4 separate regions of the Mus musculus genome follow, and all the other regions are linked to region 3. Evidence: chromatin contacts called from public promoter capture Hi-C data. All regions are on one chromosome and are shown on one strand. The core of a region is the stretch at or near the end of the contact, and the rest is flanking DNA. Distances in the headings are between cores, read along the strand shown.

Evidence for each region. Promoter capture Hi-C pulls out the DNA fragments that hold promoters and counts their contacts.
Region 1: a promoter capture Hi-C map of liver shows a contact between it and region 3, with 5 times the contacts expected there. The contact joins the promoter of Susd1 here to the promoter of Fkbp15 in region 3. A contact is called at or near these places in 2 of 39 promoter capture datasets (hippocampal neurons and liver).
Region 2: a contact with region 3 is called in a promoter capture Hi-C map of hippocampal neurons, with 3 times the contacts expected there. The contact joins the promoter of E130308A19Rik here to the promoter of Fkbp15 in region 3. A contact is called at or near these places in 4 of 39 promoter capture datasets (cranial neural crest, embryonic stem cells, hippocampal neurons and 1 more).
Region 4: a contact with region 3 is called in a promoter capture Hi-C map of hippocampal neurons, with 4 times the contacts expected there. The contact joins the promoter of Ptbp3 here to the promoter of Fkbp15 in region 3.

What each region holds. Positions count from the first base shown.
Region 1 is chr4:59,437,189-59,440,296 of GRCm38.p6, forward strand. Susd1 (sushi domain containing 1) reads right to left here and starts at 1,445. Exons shown (of 17, transcript NM_001163288.2): 1 at 1,018-1,445. The coding sequence starts at 1,135.
Region 2 is chr4:59,624,448-59,627,697 of GRCm38.p6, forward strand. E130308A19Rik (RIKEN cDNA E130308A19 gene) reads left to right here and starts at 1,764. Exons shown (of 4, transcript NM_001015681.2): 1 at 1,764-2,044.
Region 3 is chr4:62,358,796-62,362,079 of GRCm38.p6, forward strand. Fkbp15 (FK506 binding protein 15) reads right to left here and starts at 1,801. Exons shown (of 28, transcript NM_001045528.2): 1 at 1,575-1,801. The coding sequence starts at 1,627. It overlaps Slc31a1 (solute carrier family 31, member 1), which reads left to right and starts at 1,906. Exons shown (of 5, transcript NM_175090.4): 1 at 1,906-2,048.
Region 4 is chr4:59,548,084-59,551,035 of GRCm38.p6, forward strand. Ptbp3 (polypyrimidine tract binding protein 3) reads right to left here and starts at 1,281. Exons shown (of 14, transcript NM_178164.3): 1 at 1,065-1,281.

The sequences.
Region 1 (3,108 bases), core at 195-2,694, 2.9 Mb before region 3:
TTTTGTTTGTTTGATCACAGTGTTTCACACTGTAGATTAAACTACTCTGGAACTCACTATGTAGCTCAGACTGGCCTGGAACTCACGGCAGGCAATCTTTCTACCTATCTCACACATTGGATTCCTTTTTACACACATTTCTAAAGACCTCTTACTATGGAATGGGGCACCCCTCCCCTTTTCCGAAATCCAAGGAACCGCTCAGCTTGTCTCATGCATAATGGCTGCCCAGTAAAACACAGTTGTCCTCTCCTCTGACCAGTACACCTTCTCAGAGCACTTGACACGTTCTGCTATTATGTGGGCAGACTTCGCCTCATTTTCCTGTTTGAATCCTCCGTGTCAGGTAAATCCCACCACGCTCACTGGTCCCAATTTGTCTAAAACACAGACTATTTGCCTGCCTCTCTCCTTGGGACTATGAACCACTAGAACGCCAACATTGCACGGTTACATCTGACCCAGGGAAGATATTAAAGGACTTTCTACGGATGGATGGATGGATGGATGGATGGATGGATGGATGGATGGATGGATGGATACACAAATGCATGGATAAACAGACTAAATAAACGAATGGATGAATGAACTAAAGGATAAACTCTTCCTATAAACTTCCTTATTCTTCTTTACATTCTTAACATTTAGTTCTTCGTGGAAGTGAAAAATAAGGAAAGGGACAGGTGGTGGTGGGAGAGCCACTACAGGTCAGGAATTTGTCCTGCAAAAGCCAGGGAGACTGGAAGCTGTAGAACCAGCGGCTCGCCCTCCCACATCCTCCACGCGGCGCACCGGTCCCCCAAACCCCCACCCGAGTCCAGTCCCCACCCCACCCCCACCCACTCCGGGAGACGCGAGTTGGAGCAGGGCCGCCTCCACTACACACCCCACAGTCCCCGGGGCGGGCAGTCTGGCGTGCTTCTCGCCGCTCCGCCTCCATGATCCTTCCACGCCCCGACTCTGCGCCTCCAGATCCGGAGCGCGAAGCGTCCTGCGCGCCGAGTACCCTGCACTCACCTTCCGTGCCAGGCTCTCCGCTGACGCCGCGGGCTAGGCTGAGCAGCAGCACGAGCCGCAGCAGCCGCTGCAACCCGCATCCTGGAGAGCGGCGCGTGCCCCGGGGACCCCGGCCCATGCCGCTGGCTCCCTCCCGGCGCCCGCCACTCCCCGGAGGCCCCTGTGCAAGGAGATAAGGCCAGAGGCGCGAGGAAGGGGCGGCGCAGAGGCTTCCGGCGCCGGGTTGCGCCGGTCCCGGCGGGGAGCAGGGTCCCAGGTCCCCGGATCTAGGTGCGCCTGGTGCACCGGCTGCGCGCGAGCTGAGCCACGGGGAGAAAGCGGACTGTGCTAGGGGGGAAACATCGCAGTGCAAGTGTGACTTGTGGAGACCAGAGAAGTGCAGTAGCCACAGGAAAGGGTCTCTGACTGGACGGGTCAGAGAGTTGGGAGGTGGTGGCCGCCCGCGCGGAGGGAAAGAAAGGAGAGGAAACTAGTCATGGGCCAGTTCACCCGGGGTGCACATGCTGGAACAGGTGACAAAACAAAAGTTCCAGCTACTTGCTGGACGACGCCCTCCTTGGCACGTTAGGAATCGAACGGGGAGAGACACGTGGTGAGAAAGACATGGAAGACAGGACAACCGTGTATTCTAGAAACCGAGGGACCGTTTTAAGGTGGGGACAAAAGGTTAGAGAAATATATGGCAGAGTTAAAGAACTCTGCTCTGAGAGTAGGGTCAGCATCAGGGCGTGAGGGGATCCGGGAAGGGGCAGGTGATCCTCTGAATTTTGGAGAGAATCAGAAATGGAGTGTTCAGGGACAGAGTCCACCACGTCTTAAGATTAGTGCAATATTAGAGAAAGGACAATATTAGATCAAGGAGAAACTGTGAATGTCGCTTAGATCTATGCTTTGGGTGGACTGTGGTGGGAGACTGGGGAGCAGAGGGTTAACGTGAGTTAGGAATTGGGGTTGAGGGAGGCTGAGGAAGGAAGATCAGTTTTGTCTGTGGGGCCCGCCCAAGTGCAGGGGGCACTCCCCACTTCAGCAGGTACCCTCATTTGCTTTCTCACCGGTGAACTAGCCCTACCTCTAAGGCAGGCAAATACACCCATATAAGGGCTGAACTTGGGCTGCCTTAGGAAGAAACCGTTAAAATAAACTTCCTAGTCTCTTGTAACAAGTTTTCTTGAAGATTATTTCTGTCCAACAAAGAAAGAAGCCTGCTTTGGGAAGTAGTAGAGCACCATGAAAGTGTGAACATGTCTCTAGGTGTTTGGGCAAAACCAGTCTCCAGGAACCCTCACAGGTCATTGCACAAATCCACTGTTCAAGACATTTTTAAAACAACCTTTATCTCTACTTCTCATGCCCTTCTGCAAAATAAATATGTATATATACTTTAAAAAAAAACATGATGCATGAAAAAACAACTATCCAAGACTTGGACATGGGAAGGAAAATTACTGGGTGTCTCTTTCAGCATGCATGGGAGTAAATGCTATCTAACCCACTTTCCGTGGATTATTCAATTCAAAAGTGTACTTTTATGAATGTCCTACTGACTAGGTTTGTTTGTGGCTTTATAAGAGTATACGTTAACTTAAATAACCCCGATGACAATATTATCAATCAGAGCTGTCTGTCTGTCTGTCTGTCTGGGGTCCTTTACCTGAATAGAAAGAAATCCTGAGACCACAATGGCAGTGCATGCCTTTAAGCCCAGCAGTCAGGAGGCAGAAGCAGAAGGATGTGAGTTCCAAGCACCTTGATCTACACTACAAGTTCCAGGATAGCCAGAACTACGTAGGGAGAGCCTGTCTCAAAATAACAAACAAAAAACTCTGAGACAAGCAGAGAGGCTTTTCTGGCTTTGGTGCCCTCTAGGTCATAGGTCTAGAGAGCCTGTGGGCTGGACTAAGGGACGGTGATAACTAGGGGCCTATTGCTTCATGCTTTACAAGCCAGAGACATGACTAGGCATTCAGGCTGGAGGCTTGTTCCTCTGGACTTTAACCACCAGCAAACCCCAGCATTTTGCAACTGTTGCAACCCTCTTCTTCCAACAGCAGTATGAGGGAGCAGTAGGCAGTTCCTACTGGGACTGCAACT
Region 2 (3,250 bases), core at 514-3,013, 2.7 Mb before region 3:
AGTCTGACTTTCTACCATTAGACATGGTTTGGAAAGGGCTCAGTGCTGTGAGGAGAAAAGGGAGCCTGGAAGCAGTGGATGACTCTGAGCTCCAATAACAAACTATGTTCTCAAGATTTCTTAGTTTCTCTAAGCCTCAGTTTCTGAAAACTAAAACTACAACCATCTTATGAACTGCAATATCACTTCTCAGTAGGTACCTGAAAATGTGAGGCTGGAGAGATGGCTCAGTAGTTGCTCTTCCAGAGGACCTGGGTTTGATTCCCAACACCCGGGAGGGAGCTCACACCCATCTGGAATTACAGTTCCAGGACATTTGACACCCTCTACTGGCCTGGGAAGGCACCGAGGGCATCTCTGGCACAGAGATATCCATGCAAGCAGAACAACCCCCACACACATAAAAAAAATTACATTTTGTATCAAATTTTCTATAGAATAGTAATGTTAGTAGCACCAGTTTTGTAGCGTTCCTAGGACTAACTGAATTAACAACTTACTAAGTGCTTGGCACAGACATATCTGGGAGGTGCTATGAAAGGGGTTTTTAAACACACAGCCTTGTCTCAGTGGTGCCATGCTGTGTAGGTAGCTTTTAGTGCCTTGTGTATCAGAGCACCTCTGAGAGTTTTAGCTGTTACAACGGCCCCACTCCTGGGGTGGGATGAATGTGTAGATGCCAAAGTACAGCTCTGAGCTCAGTGAGTCTACTCTTGAGCCAAATACAAATGATGGCCAGCAACATGGATTCAGATTACCCTGGAAGACATGCTCCACTGTGGAAGTAGTTACATTAGCTTTTATTATTATTATTATTATTATTTACAGAAAAAAGGAAGTCATAAAATCAAGGCAATTACCAAATGGCAAGGCCTGCAGGTTGGTGGATTACAGCAAAGTGGGCCAAATTTACAAGTTTCAGGTACTGATGAGATTTGTAGCTTTTGAATCAGTGGAAGCTAGAGGTCAGCTGACAATACATTTCTTCCTTCTTTTTACTATTACTACTACTATTATTATTAGTGGTCGTTTTGCCAGCATGTACGTCTGCACCGCTCTGTCGTACCGCGGGGACTGAACTCCAGACTGTTGTGAGATACTGCCGGGAATCAACTTGGTGTTCTGGAAGAGCAGCCAGTGCTCTTAACCACTTTTTTAGCCACTGCTAAAAAAGACATATTAAAGAGTTTCCTAAGGTCATGAGGGTATTAAGTTTGATGGGTAGGCAATAAATAAATTATTAAGGCGTGTAGAATCTTTAACACCTTGCACTATTCTTTATTTTTTTCCCTGGGAACTCCAGTTTATTAGATGTGTGTGTGGATGCGATGCGGTGGGACATTAGGACACTATGGAGTAAGTACACTGCGGGTCCCAGGCCACCCGGCACAACTCTGTCTGAGGTGTCACACACCTCTAACGCGATCAAGCTCTGCTTACTTCAAGTGTTTAGGCTGAAGTGCGCGGAGGCCAGGACAGCGGACACGCGTGGAAAGTGGCACAGACCGTGCGTGGGTTCTGTACCTGTCGGAGCGACGGGGGCCGAGCTCGGCCGGCTCCGGGCTGCTCGCGTCGCTGACAGGAGCTTGGCCCGCGCCCCCTCAGGGCAGCGAGCGCCGCGGGTCGAGCGCCTTCCGCGGGCGTCGCTACACACTTCCTGTAGGTCCCGCCGCCTGAGGAGCGCTTCCGGTGCCGGCTGAAGCTGGGGTCCGAGCCCCCGCCCCGCCCCTCTCCGGCCCCGCCCCGCGCGGCCCCGCCCCCGCGCTCCAAGCCGGGCGCGCGGAGCCCGGGGCGCACGGAGCGGCGCGCGCCGGTGGCCGAGCCAGGCTGGCGCCTGCGCCCCCCCCTCTCATCGCACCACCGCCGTCACCCGCCGCGCAGCCCGTGGGGCGCCCTTCCCGGTTCACCGACTCCGGCCCCGGGGCCTCCGGCTGTGGTGCTGCCGCCCTCCGTCCCGCCGTCCCTCCCCGTCCAGCTCGGGCCGCCGGGCTCCCGCAGGCCCCACCGCCCGCGTTCCTATGGACAGACGCACAGACACCTGCAGGTGGGTGAGAGCCCGCGCGGGGCTGGGGAGCACGCGGGCGCGGGGCCTCTTTGTGTGTGGGCGGCCGCGCCGTGACCCTCAGAACCTTCCTTTTGTCTGCTCCGGGCCAGCGAGGCGGGAGGGCGCTAGGGGCGGAGGGGTCTGCGGGCGCAGAGCGGGGCGCGCACCGGTTCGCGGCCGGCGGCGTCTTGGCGGGGACTGTCGGTGCGCCGGCGTCCCCCGAGCTGGGCAGGAGGGCGGGACGGAGGAGGAACGGTCTGCCTAGCTAGTTGCAGAGTCTGAGACACCTCGGGGCTCTGCCGGACTAGCTTGGTTGTCCGGAGGTACCGGGAGGTGCGTGTGGGGCGTGTAAAGGAACGTGCGGCGCTTTGCTCCCTTATTTATTGTTTCTAACGGAGGAGGGCTTTCTCCCAAAAGCTCCCCCCAATCTGAGGCTGCGCACAGTGATTTGGGTTTGTTATCAAATAGATCAAGAAACCTAGTGTCCTGGAGAGAGGAGGTTGAGCTGACCAGCAACAAACACATCAGATGAAACAAACAAACAAACAAACAGACAAACAAAAAATGTTTGTGGTTTTCTTACGGCTGACTTTAATTTAAAATGTTAAAGGTCAGGCAGTGACTTAAATGGAGAAAATCGAACATGGCTGATTTTTTTTTTTTTTAATATTTTTAAAGAAATTGTTTTGAAGTTGTGGAGTAAAGTTTTTTCTTGTGGTCCTTAGGATTATCACCGATAGAGTAGTCTACCTACTAAACAGTTAATTGGAGTGTCATGTAGTGACAGCTTTTATGGTAGGGCTTGCATTAGAGAGTAAAACAATGATAGTCTTTCCATGCAGGCTAAAACCTTTGTTTTCCGTTTTAAGATAGGAGATTTTTTTTTTTTTCATAGCATATGAAGAGAACGTGATGTTAGAAGTGATTTTTCCCAGCGGTATTTCCTTATTTTACATGATACATTTATTCCTTACATGCGTACAAACCAAGGGTAGGGTTGTTGTACGTTAGATATAGTGTTTTGAAAGGTGGAAGGTAGTAGCTCTGTTTTTTCTTATTTGATTAGCTGGCTTACTTCGTGAACAGTTGCTATGTGTTCATAAATGATCAAATAATAAATGAAGTACATTAAGCATTCATAAAATTCATTTCACAGACTCACGTTTCTATGTAGGTATTGGGTTATGCACTATGTTAATCTGTTTG
Region 3 (3,284 bases), core at 551-3,050:
AAACCTTGAAGATATTCAAAAGGCCCCATACACAGGCATACATAAAACAGGCTGTAGCTGAATGTCCAGCCAACAGCAGCAGAGGCTGTAAATGTTTTGGATAACATAGGAAAGAAAGGATACAATGCCCAGTCAACTCAAAAGTAATGGAGCAACTAAATGAATTCAAAGTGGGGCTAAGTGGGTGCAGGCATTCCCAGGGGTCCCGGGAGAATGTGCTGGTCAGAGAGAAATGCAGAGCCACTCACTGGGTGTCAAAAGATCTTAAGTACTGAAGACCAAATAAGAGGGGCTGGGTAAAGTGCTTATTGTATTGAGTTCAGATCCCCAGCAACCACAAAAAAAAAAAAAAAAAAAAAAAAAAAAAAAAAAGACAAGTGTGGTGATGGATGGATACTGGGAGCTTGCTGGACAACCAGTCTAGTCAAAATGGAAAACTCAGGTTCAGTGAGAAAACTTGTCTCAAAAACTAAAGTGGAAGTGTACAGAGAAGGACCCCTGATACTGAACCTCTGTCCTCAACAAAGATGTTCACAACATGCATACATGCATACATCTCTCTCTCACACACACACACACAATCAAAAGAAAGCCAGTCATCTTATGGTCACTCCTGTATTGACTGCCCAGTATTCTAGGAGACTAATCATTATTGGTAGGATGATGTGTCAGTCATTCTTAAGTAGGTTCATCACTATGCACAAAACTTGTAAAGCAGGCGTTCAAAGAAGGGCTGTGCAAAGATGTGAGCTTTGCAGTTAACAAGTCTGAAGGGAGACATGAGGTCCACTAGGACAACGCAAGGGAAAACACTGAGCTAATTATTAAAGGGGGGGGGTGGGGTGGATCTAGCCTGCCGTTAAAGACTTCTCTCCCAAGATGGCATATATGATGTTTGAAAGCAGAAGAAAACGAATAGTCTTTCCCATTGGCGTTACACCTTAGGGCTTAAAAAGCATAATTTCGCAGGCACTTCGTGAGCAATCAATGTGCACCAGGAGTTACTGTTCTGAGACCTAGACAGAAATGAGCAACCATAAGCAGTTCAGTCAGGGCTTAGATTTCAGTAGGTTCCATGTGCTAAGGCTTGTGGAAATATGGAAGATGAAGCAGACTATTCCTCCCGGGACTGTGAAAGCAAAGAATCACCAAAAAGGTAACCTCTGAAGTAGGCTTTGAAGGATGCCAGAGATGGCCCACCAGGTCCTGGTTCAAAGTGTCACCATCCTGTTCTCGGGGAAGAGAAAGTCTCTTGAGTTTACAGCTCGTATATTTATTATAGGAGCTGACTCCTATATAAACTCCGAGGCAAGCAGTCTCCCCAGCAATCCTCTCCATTTCACTGGAGAAAGTGTGATTCACAAAGCAAAAGGGTGTCAAGGGAGGTTCCAGTTCCTGAACCCAGACGGGCCGAGGTGACACCGCTACTCAGAATGCGAAGGCTGAGCGGTGGAACGCGCCGAGGGTCTGTCTAGACCCGGAAGTTGGGAAGCGGCCTGAGAAGAGCCCGACCCCTGCAGCCACCGCGCCAGTCTCTCAGCCCAGCGCTCGGGTCCCGTTCCTCAATCACTCACCCGCCGCTTGGCGAGAGGAAGTCGGTGTCATCCTCGTCTCCGGCACCGAACATCACGTCGGCTTTCGCCCAGCTGAAGGGAGGAGGAAGTTGGATGTTCCCAGGGCCTGTCACCGCCGGTAACGTAAAACGCCGTGGCGGCGAGCTGCTTTCCGGCAGGACAAACTCTCTCAGGGTAGTGAGGCCCAGAGGAGACCCAGCGGTGGAGGAGGTGGAGCAAAGGCAAATGAGGAGGTGAGCTCCCAGTGACGCAAGGCCTCACCAGCCCTCCGAGGAGGTGGAGTTCCTAGGTTCTGAGCGGTGATTGGTGGGATCACCCAGGGGGCGGGTCCAGGGCGGGAATCCGCGGCCTTTACTGCGGTCGTGGGACACGTCGAGCCGGGCAGTAGTGGCGGGGGCTTGGTAGAAGTCCGTACCGGACTAGGGGATCCAGTTCTGAGAGGAAGACTAAGGCGGCGGGGCTTACCCTGTGAAGGTAAGGTCACTCCCCTCCTTTTCCCAAACCCGGCGTGTTCGCTGTCCTTTTCCCTCCCGAACCCTGGACCCCCCGCAGCTCCCTTAAGCTGGGCGGAAGGAGAAAGAGCCCCGGACTAGAAGTCATGGGATCTGAGCCGAACAGTGGCAGGGATCTTACAGCGACATTGCTGTTATGACCTTAGGGCAGGGTGCTCGGTGCCTCAGTTTCCCCATCTACGCAAAGGACCGCGTGTCCAGTGTCTCCATATGCGCTTTTTCAAGGTTTTAAATCTCTGAAATCATCGAGTCTGATCCGGGTCTCTTCGTAATAAACTGATCTGCAGGCAAGAAGACAGAAGAACTAGCCACTTGGGTGACTAGTCCGAGGTCACACAGAGTGAAGAGCAGACCTGGTCCTTTGTATCAGGGTTTAGAGAGCTGATGAGTGAGGAAGCCTGGCCCTTAACTAGACTGTGTGGCATAGGACTTGGGAAAGGACCCTGTTTCTAAAGTCCAGATAAGAGAGGTCCAGAAGAGCTGGGATATTCGGGAGGGTGGATGATGGACGAGACTTTGAAGGTAGAAAGTCCTCAATCCAGTTTTGCTGAGCTGAGTTTTGTTGCCAAGGTTTTAAGTCAACATTGGTTGTCGCTGACTTTTCTGCCTCCAGTTTTCGCCCACTCTGTTGCATGTCTTTCTTCTATATTTCTTTGGTTAGCCTGTTTTGTTTTTGTTTTTGGGTTTTTTTTTTTTTTTTTTTGAACGATCTTGCTTAGCCACGCTGTGGCTAAGCAGATAGTGTGTCCCAGTGTCCATTTCCACAGTTCTCATTGGAGTTCTTTCTGGTTTTCTTCCCAGTCAGGTTGATCCTGTAAGTGTCCCTTTCCGGAATGTTTTAGTCTCTTCTGATGATACTAAAGAGATTGGAAGCTCTCTCCCAGAGAACTTTGTACCTCTTGGCACTTCCCCTGTGGGGCTTTTTATTACAGTTTTTGAACTACTAACTTGTAAGTCTTCTTGCCCACAGTGGATTCTCATTAATTTTTTATTAGATTGAATAATATAACTTAGCTTTGTTCCCTTGTTCCTTAATTTACTCTCGGTTTTTTTTTTCCCCCGTGCGACCCAAAGAGCCAAGCAGTGGCTCTTGTCTTTTATAGGTAGCTTCCAGAAAGATAAAAATGCTGTACTGGCTGTGAACTGTCTGGGTTGCTTGGTCTCTTTTGTTCATTGAAGGTGACTGTACTATTGTCTA
Region 4 (2,952 bases), core at 31-2,530, 2.8 Mb before region 3:
GCAAAAATTGTAAAATTCTAGTGTCCTCACTTAAACACGTATGATCAACTACGCGGCAAGTTACTAAATGTATTTTACTTTTCAAACAAGTTATATGCTCCACCATTCCGCAGTTTATAGAATCCTTGTCAACAAAAGTCGGCGGGGGAGGGGGTTAAGGAACAACTCAAACGGCAAAGGTTTAAATAAATAAAAGGTGGAATTTCTAATTGACTTGGAGTTGTTGGTGGTTTTTTTTAATCTTGACTATATGACCCTCAATTCACGCTTTTTATTAAAATACATCAGGTCCTGCCCCATGTTCCAGAGTTCCCAGAGAAATTACGAGCTCGGAAAAGGTGACTGTAAATCTTTTTTTTTTTTTCTTTTTTCTTTTTTTTTTCCCCCTTTTAGTCACAGACCCCATTTAAACCGAGCAGTTGAAAGCGCCCGGAAATCTACACTTACACAATATCTGACATCGCCCGAGGCGAATTCACGAAGTTTCTTGGGGGTGGGGAACGAAGAGGAAGCGTCCCTGGTGATAAAGTGCAGACGCTCGGTATTTAGAAGTGGTTAACGTATCTCACAGCCCAAATCGGGAGACCCCGCCGGTTCCGAGACCCGCACGGGCCCGCAGTTCGAGACCCGGTCGCCGCCCAGACGGCTGTCGCCGCTCGCCCGGGCCCGCCGCCGGGGGAAAGCTCCGCCGCGCGCCCCACCCCACCGGTAAACAGCAACTCCCCGAGCGCCGCGGCCGCCTCAGCCTCCGCCCCCGCCAGCGCCGCGCACCATTTTCTGAGAGGAAGTGTGGGGAGTCCGGCCCGGCACCCCGGCCCTGGCTCGTCTCTGCTTCCCGAAGGCGCCCCGAGGCTGCGAGGGGCGGACGTGACGGGGGCGCCGCGCGCAGGAAGCGGAGACCGCGGCGGACAGACCCCCGCGCTCCCAAGGTCCCTGCCGTCGGGCTTAGCCCCGGGCCGCTCCTCCGCTAGCCGGCGTCGCGCCCTGCTCCCCGGCCTCGGCGGGACGCGTCGCCGAGAGGAAACGAGGCCAGCGCAGCCCCGGAACGGCCACCCGGCACTTACCCATCCATGGCCCAGATGGAGGAGCGCGTTGTGCGGGGATTGACGGGCTCACCGCGGGCGGAGAAAGCGGGCGGCGGCTCCGGGAAACCAGCGAGCGGAGCCGCTCCGCAGCTCCGGCCGGTCAGAGGTGGAAGGAAGAGTGGGAAACAGGGGCGGGGACCGGGCACGCTCTCGCCAGCGCCGCGCCCCCGCCCTCCCGGCCCGCGAGCGCGTTCCCGCCTCGCCTGGCCCCGCCCCCTCGGCGTCGACGCCCTCCCGGGGCTCGGCTGGACTCCAGGGCGCCCTCTTCCCGCCTTCGCCTCTTTGCCCCGCCCCGACACCACCACCCCCGCCCATGCCTCCGCGCGCGTGCGCGCCCCCCGCCCAGCGTCGCGCCTGCGTTCGCGGGAACGCGCGCCTTGTGCTTCCCGCTTCGCGACTCGCCCTCCTACAAGCCCGCGGGCCTTCCGGCTCCCGGGACTCAGGCTTAGGGCCCTGAACGGTGCTGGCTAGAAAAGCCTGGGGACCCCAGGGAACTTTTGAAGCAGAGCAGAGTTACTACTGGCGGGCGACACTGCTGGCAGCACGGCAGGGGACCCGCGCGACGTCCACGGGGCAGGGGTGGACAGTGGTCTTTCCGGACCTGAGAGCAGCGACGGTAGCCTGTCCGCCAGACCCTGACCTCCGAGACCTGCACTGGACGGATAGGTGTGGTTGGGAAAGAAATGAAGTAGATGAGACTGCCCAGGACTGAAGTCCATCTTCACTTTCACACGGTTTTAATCTGAGTGCTTTTCTACCCAACAATCAAATACTAAAAGAAACTTTCATTGCATAGCTATTTAATGGCCATTACAATGCCAGTATTTTATAAGTTTATTTATTCATCCTTCCGCGGGGCGGGGCTGGGGGAGCCTGATTGGAAAGGATTAATGTTTTCCCAGGTACGCGAGAGATCTCCGAAATTTCACAGCCAGAAAATGTTTTGTTTGCACCAAAACCCTTTCCTCTAGTATGAGCAAAACCAAGTTACACGTAAAACGTAAAACAGCTATTTAGTACATATAATGTGTATAACTAGTGAGAACACACGTTCCCCCTCTTTCAAAGCACATCTACTTCTGAACGAACGGAATGCTTTTTCAATTCACAGATCATTGAAATTTGAGCCATTTAAGCCATGTCTTCAAAGTCTGCCCACACCATTTCAAAGGAAGTAACAACTTCAATCTCTTTCCTGATTACCTACTTTAAAATAAGTAGACACTTCTTTAAAAAAAAAAAAAAAAAAAAGTATAACCAGCTTGCAATTCAGGAAGGTCATTTTTAAAGAAATTTCAGTTCCCCTTTTCAAGAAGATGTCAAAAAACATTTTGTATGTTAAATCTAAACATTAAGTTTAGAAACATTTCCACCCTACATTGCCACATGGGATTTTAAAATAGCAACTTGGTATATAGGCACATAACTGTGCCTATAATTCCTACCTGAGTTTAAGGCTACCTTGAGCTACATAGTATGTTTCAGGCCATCCTAGGTCACAGAAAAATAAAGTAATAATAAAATGTCAGAGAAAAGCAGCGGACCAGGTGGTGATAGCACATGACTTTAATCCCAGCACTCACTCAGGAGAAGAAGGGAGAGGAGAGAAGAGGAAGGGAGAGAGAAGAGGAAGGGAGAGAGAAGCAGCCGATGGAGTGTTCTATTGCTGTATTTGAGGTATATTTTATAATAAATTTCCCTGTTTGTTTGTTTGTGTTTGTTTTTAGTTAGTTGCTTGGTTTTTCAAGATAGGGTTGAGATCTCTGTGTAGCCCTGGCTGTCCTGAAACTTACTCTGTAGACCAGGCTGGCCTTGAACTTTGACATATGCCTGCCTACTTTAACTATTTTTAATTACAATATTTTAA